Linked DNA regions of Macaca mulatta: region 1 is linked to region 2. A link is a contact called in public Hi-C data. All regions are on one chromosome and are shown on one strand. Each heading gives the region's core, a stretch centred on a gene start, on an enhancer-like site or on the middle of the called end of the contact. The rest is flanking DNA. Distances are from core to core; before and after follow the strand shown.

Region 1 (2,700 bases), core at 19-2,518, 130 kb before region 2:
CAATTACCCAGGATGGCGCTGCAGGCCTGGGAGCTCACTCTGGGCCTTCCTGGGATGGCAGTGGGGTGAAGGGCTTGGCTTTCTGGGTTTTCCATCGCATCTCTGGAGGACGCTTGCACACAGCAAGGCTCCCTCGCTGGCTGGGAAGGTCCACAGAGAAGACAGCGAGCGGGATGCACTGGCTGAGCGGTAGGACGGCGTGCCGCCTTCAGGAAACCCTTGCATGACTGTTTCAGGGAGTGGCTCAATCTTTTGCAGGAGCCCAAATTCTCAGATCGGCCAGATGTTCGTTCCCAACACCCAGACACTGCCATGAGATTTGCTAAACACTTCCCGCTCACCTTGTCTTGCTGCCGCCTAGTTTAAGAGTCATGCTCCAGGCCAGCTCCTTCTGGAGTCTTGACACAGCCTCATTGGCGCCATGTAAAGTCACTCTGTGCTTACACGTGCCCTGCAATAACTAGCACCTGATTTACACACACACAAATGGCTTTTGTGTCATCACAAAATGTACTAAGTTGGAGAAGTGTCTTCCTAACCAACCACACGGTGTGTTTAGCGGGTTTTAATTCAACGAGGTGAGGGGCAGACTCCCACAGCGTGGTGCCTCTTCCGGGAGAGGGCACAGGGCAGCTGCTGACTGCACGGTCTCCAGTTGCCCCTCGTGGCATCTCTGCCTGTGTGCCCTAGTAGAAGTGACTGAACTTCTTGAGCCTTAGCTGAAGCTGTTCATCTTTAAAACGGGGATGAAAGCAGCCCCTCTCCCACAAGGTTTCTGCGGACGTTCCGTGAGACGCAGAGCGCTACAGGCAGGTCCTCCGCGTGCTGCTGGTGTGGGCGACCTCTCGGCCAGCAGCAGCTGTCTTCTCCTGCCCTCCAAACAATCCCAGGAACTGCTCGAAATAACAGCACTGGGGCATTCAGTAGGGACCTAATACGTATTTGCTGATACGTATTTTAGTAGGCACCTAATACATAGTCTAGGCACCGTATTATTAATTAAGATGCCTAGAATATTGCCTGACTCACAGCAGCGGCTCAGTTTTGAGCGTGGATGGGTAAGAGACAAACTTCACCCACTGCATGGGTTCAGGTCCAGACACTGGGGAGGGAGGCTCAGGGAAACGACCTGGGGTGTGGACTGCCAAGGAGGGGGCAGCTACCAAGGAGAAAGGAAGGAGAGTTGGCCTCTCTTGGACAAAGGGGCCTGGCCTGGCCTGCCCTGGCCCTCCATCTGCAGCTGTGAGCTCACACTCTGGTATTCAAGCTATGCAGTCATGCTGGGACAAGAGCCAAACTGGAAAGGTACCTTCACGGGGCAGGGAGACACAGGGAAAGCCTTCTGATCACCATGAAGCCCTTGCTGTGCCCCTTGGGCTCTGCAGATGCCAGCAGCTGCATCGGGGCTCATGGTCACACCATTTTCAACAGGCCCCCATCTCTACCGATTCTCCAGAGCAATACTTCCAGCCCCTTATGATCACACTTACCCACAGGGGCAGGGAGAAAGGCAGGGAGGGCCGTTCCACAGAAACGCCGCCTCACCACAGCCGGGGGTTTATTTTAGGATCTGGCTCGTGCCCGGCTTTGCTTCTGACGAGCTGCTGCTCTCTGTGTAGCAGGAACTTTTATTTATAGCCAGAATAAGACTGTTTGGGCTGAGGATTTTAGAACGGGAAGGGCTGCCTGTCTGAGACTTGCAAACTTCTGCAGAAGATCTAGGGGTGCCAGTTAGGAGAGGGGGTGTCTGGCCCCCAACGTCAGCCCTGGTCACACAGTCAGTCGAAACACAGCAGGGATTGCCTCACGAGGAAGAGAACAACTACTCCTACTGCATCTTCCTGCTGGGCAGATGAGGCGTTGCATGAATCATCTCAATTAACCTACACACAGTGCCTTACGGTTCTTATAACTGATGAAAATACTGAGGCTGGGAGAGGAGACCACGTGCCTAATAACACAGCTGGTAAGAGGTGGTGTGGGGATGGCTGATATCACAATCAGTTCGTGTTTTCTGAAATACTGAGTGTATCCCGGACATGAGACAGACCCTAACCATGCGATCCCATAGTTCTGCAGGGTACAGCCTCACCAACTCTGCAGAGAGTTCCTTAGCTGAGTGCTTTATGACGCCAGGCATGCAAAGCCCAGTGAGCTGAGACTTGATCCATAAGCCAGGATGCAGAGAGGGGTGCACTGGCCAGAGTGCGGCAGGACAGGCAGGGAAAAGGTGGAATCAGCAACCAGCTCCTTTGGAAACACAACCCTGAAAGGGAGTCAAAACGATGCTGGAGGCCGATGACCTCATATGCGAGCGTGTGGCCAATTCATTAAAAGGCAAAGCTGCCTGAAGCTGGCCAGGCAGCAGTTTTGTTTTTCTCACAAGTAAAATACTTAGAAAAGGCACCAGTTTTCAGTGACACCTTCTCTCTATTATAGTCCTGGCATGGAAAAAGGACTAGGGGTGGGTCCTGTGTTGCCTTAGCAAGAAAGTAGGAAAGATCTTTTTCTTCCTCTCTTTTTTTGAGACAGGGTCTCGCTCTGTCACCCAGGCTGGAGTGCAGTGGTACGGTCATGGCTCACTGTCACCTCGACCTCCTGGGCTCAACTGATTCTCCTGCGTTAGCCTCTCAAAAAGGGTGGACTATAGGCATGTGTCACCAGGTACAATTAATTTTTTGGATTTTGTAGAGATGGGGT
Region 2 (2,700 bases), core at 123-2,622:
TCCTTCTGTGCTTCAACCACAGCCTGCAAAAGTCATATTGCCTTGTGGGTCCGCTGCAGGGGTTCACCCCACCAGAGTATCCCAGATTCAACCCAGGAAACACAAGCAACTTCCAAAATCAAAGCCACAGACCTCCTTTGCAGCTCCCTAAAAATCTGCTTTCCCTAATTCAGACGCCAAGCTAACCTGGTACTTGGCTTATGACCACAGGACACGCTCCCAGTACAGGAGCCCAGGAACACCCGCCCACTTCACCTTAGACCCATGGATTCACATTTGCCCTGCAAGGTGCCGCAGGCTAATGAAGCCTGGGGCCCCATATGCGCGACAGTCATTGAATCTTTCGAGACTCTATTTCCAGGACAGGCAAACCCAGGGACTGGAAAGGTAACTCCCCTAGATTTCTAGGAACACACAAAGAGACGAGATCTGCATGAAGATTTATCATCTACATCAACCCACCGGCCCCCCACCTGCCCTCCTTGCAGGGCTGGGCTTGATCGGGGTGGGGAGGGGAAACTTGACTGTATCCTTAAAATGCCTCCACTCATCCAGCCTGCTTCCTTTGAAGCAACCGAAGTGGACGCGTCTGGTTAAATTTAAACTCAAGGCTCGTTAGAAATGACACATTTTACAGCTCAGCTCAGTTCACCTTCCGAGCGCCGAGCCCAGGCCGGGCACGGAGAGTTGCAGCCGCAGCAACACGCGGCCCGGGCTGTTCTTCCCCTGCCTGGGGCTCGAGCCATTTTCGGAAGTTCCCGGGGACCGCGGAGCGGCTCGCGCGCCCGGCCCCGGGTTGCAGGGGCCACGCCCGGCCCGACCCCCGGCGTCCCCGCAACGGCCGCTTCCCCCCGCGCCCGGCAGGGAATGGGCCTGGAGGAGAGTCTGCCAGGCGTCCTGACGAGGCCTCGGTGGCTTCACCCCGCCCCGGCGCACGCAGGGCCGCGCATCCCGGGGGACCCGCGCTCGGCCCGGGTAGCGGCGGAACCGCCGGGCCGGGCCCGGCCGGAGGGAGCCGCCCCGCGCCCGCGCCTCACCTGCTTTCTCGATCTTGCCGGACATTTCCGGGCTGCGCCGGAGGCCGAGGCCGCCGCTCATCGGGCCCGGGCCGGGCCGCCGCGGGGCGACAGGGGCGGCGCGCCCGCCGCTTGCCTCGGCCCTGGCTCGCCACGCCTCAGACCCGCGCCGGCATGGCGGGCTCCGCGCGGCCGCGGCCCTCCGCTCGGCGACCGCGCTCCAGCCCGCCCGGGCCCAGCCGCTCCCGCCGCGCCCGCCGCCGCCGCCGCTCCGCCTCTCGCGCGCCCGCCGCTGCTCCCCCGGCCCGCGAGCCGGCCGCAGCGCAGCGCCGCCGCCCGCCCGCCTGCCGGGCCTCGGCCGCGGCCACGGCCACAGCGCCACCTGCCGGGCGCCCGCCGCACCGCCACAGCGCCCCCTGTGGGCCCGGAGCCGCCCGAGCCTCCTGCTGCGACGCGCGAGACGCAGCGCCCCCTGCCGAGCCGGAGTCCCCACGCCGGGGCCTGAGGCCTGGGGCCTGGGGCCGACCCCACCTGGGACTCCGCATTCCTCTGCTGTGGGACTAGAGTCACCAGGTCCAGACCTGGGACTGACAGCTCCAACCCAGGGTCCTCGGTTGCCCAGAGCCTGGCCTGCCCCCTCACCAGAGACACAGAGACCTCTCCTGGGTCAGATCTTCCGCCTCAGGGCGTGGAACTGACACCCTCCCAACCCTAGCATCATCCCAGACCCAGCATCCCCTGTGGGCCAGAGGCTCCACGCCAGGGCCTGGAACTCACTCTCACCAGGACCCAACAAGCTCTGCTGGTTGGGAGCCTGTCCTGACACCCCCAAACCAGAGACGCAGCACTCCTTTTTGTTTGTTTGTTTTTTGTTTTTGAGACCGAGTCTCATTCTCTCGCCAGGCTGGAGTGCAGTGGCGCGATCTTGGCTCACTGCAACCTCTGCCTCCCGGGTTCAAGCGATTCTGCTGCCTCAGCCTCCCGAGTAGCTGGGATTACAGGCACATGCCACCATGCCCAGCTAATTTTTGTACTTTTAGTAGAAACGGGATTTTACCATGTTGGCCAGGCTGGTCTCAATCTCCTGACCTCGTGATCCACCCACCTCGGCCTCCCAAAGTGCTGGAATTACATATAGGTGTGAGCCACCGTGCCCTGCCCGCACCCCCTTCTTAACGGGAGACCCCACACCAGGGCCTGGGAGTGGCCTCATAGGACCTCCTGCCAGCCCAGAGGCTCCAAGCCAGGGAATGACTCCACTCTGGCATGAAAGCCCTCTGCTGGCCCAAGGTCCATGCCAAGGCGGAGGATTCATTCCTCACCCCAGCCCCTCACATGGGATTCAGCCACCCTGTCAGCGACAGCCACCTGTCCAGGGCTGGGGTCGGCCCCACTCAGGCCTAAATGTTCCCTGAGACCTAGAGCCCCCATGCTGACCTGGGCCCAACTCCCTCAGGGACACAGCACACCCTGCCTGCCCTGCTTATTTGACACCCAGATGGGCTCCCTGGGGCTCAGCTGTGGAACTTTTCTAGTGTGGAAATGAGTTCATTAAAAGTCGTGGCCGGGCACGGTGGCTCACGCCTGTAATCCCAGCACTTTGGGAGGCCGAGGCAGGTGGATCACGAGATCAGGAGATCAAGACCATCCTGGCCAACATGGCAAAACCCCATCTCTACTAAAA

The links. Hi-C and Micro-C count contacts between places; a contact is called where the count stands out from the background.
Region 1: a Hi-C map of cortical neurons shows a contact between it and region 2, with 4 times the contacts expected there. The contact joins the enhancer-like site here to the promoter of RAPGEF1 in region 2. A contact is called at or near these places in 4 of 14 Hi-C or Micro-C datasets (blood, cortical neurons, fetal cortex germinal zone and 1 more).

The regions. Positions count from the first base shown.
Region 1 is chr15:15,895,554-15,898,253 of T2T-MMU8v2.0, reverse strand. The region is part of intron 11 of RAPGEF1 (Rap guanine nucleotide exchange factor 1); the gene reads right to left. Among named protein-coding and RNA genes, the nearest start is that of UCK1, 86 kb to the left of the region's middle. Within about 2 kb of position 1,268, at least 16 of the 40 cell types and tissues checked have an H3K27ac peak or open chromatin away from gene starts, as enhancers often do. A contact at or near this core is called in cortical neurons, fetal cortex germinal zone and fetal cortical plate, where this site is marked.
Region 2 is chr15:15,768,032-15,770,731 of T2T-MMU8v2.0, reverse strand. RAPGEF1 (Rap guanine nucleotide exchange factor 1) reads right to left here and starts at 1,372. Exons shown (of 24, transcript XM_077967461.1): 1 at 1,287-1,372; 2 at 1,038-1,198. The coding sequence starts at 1,098.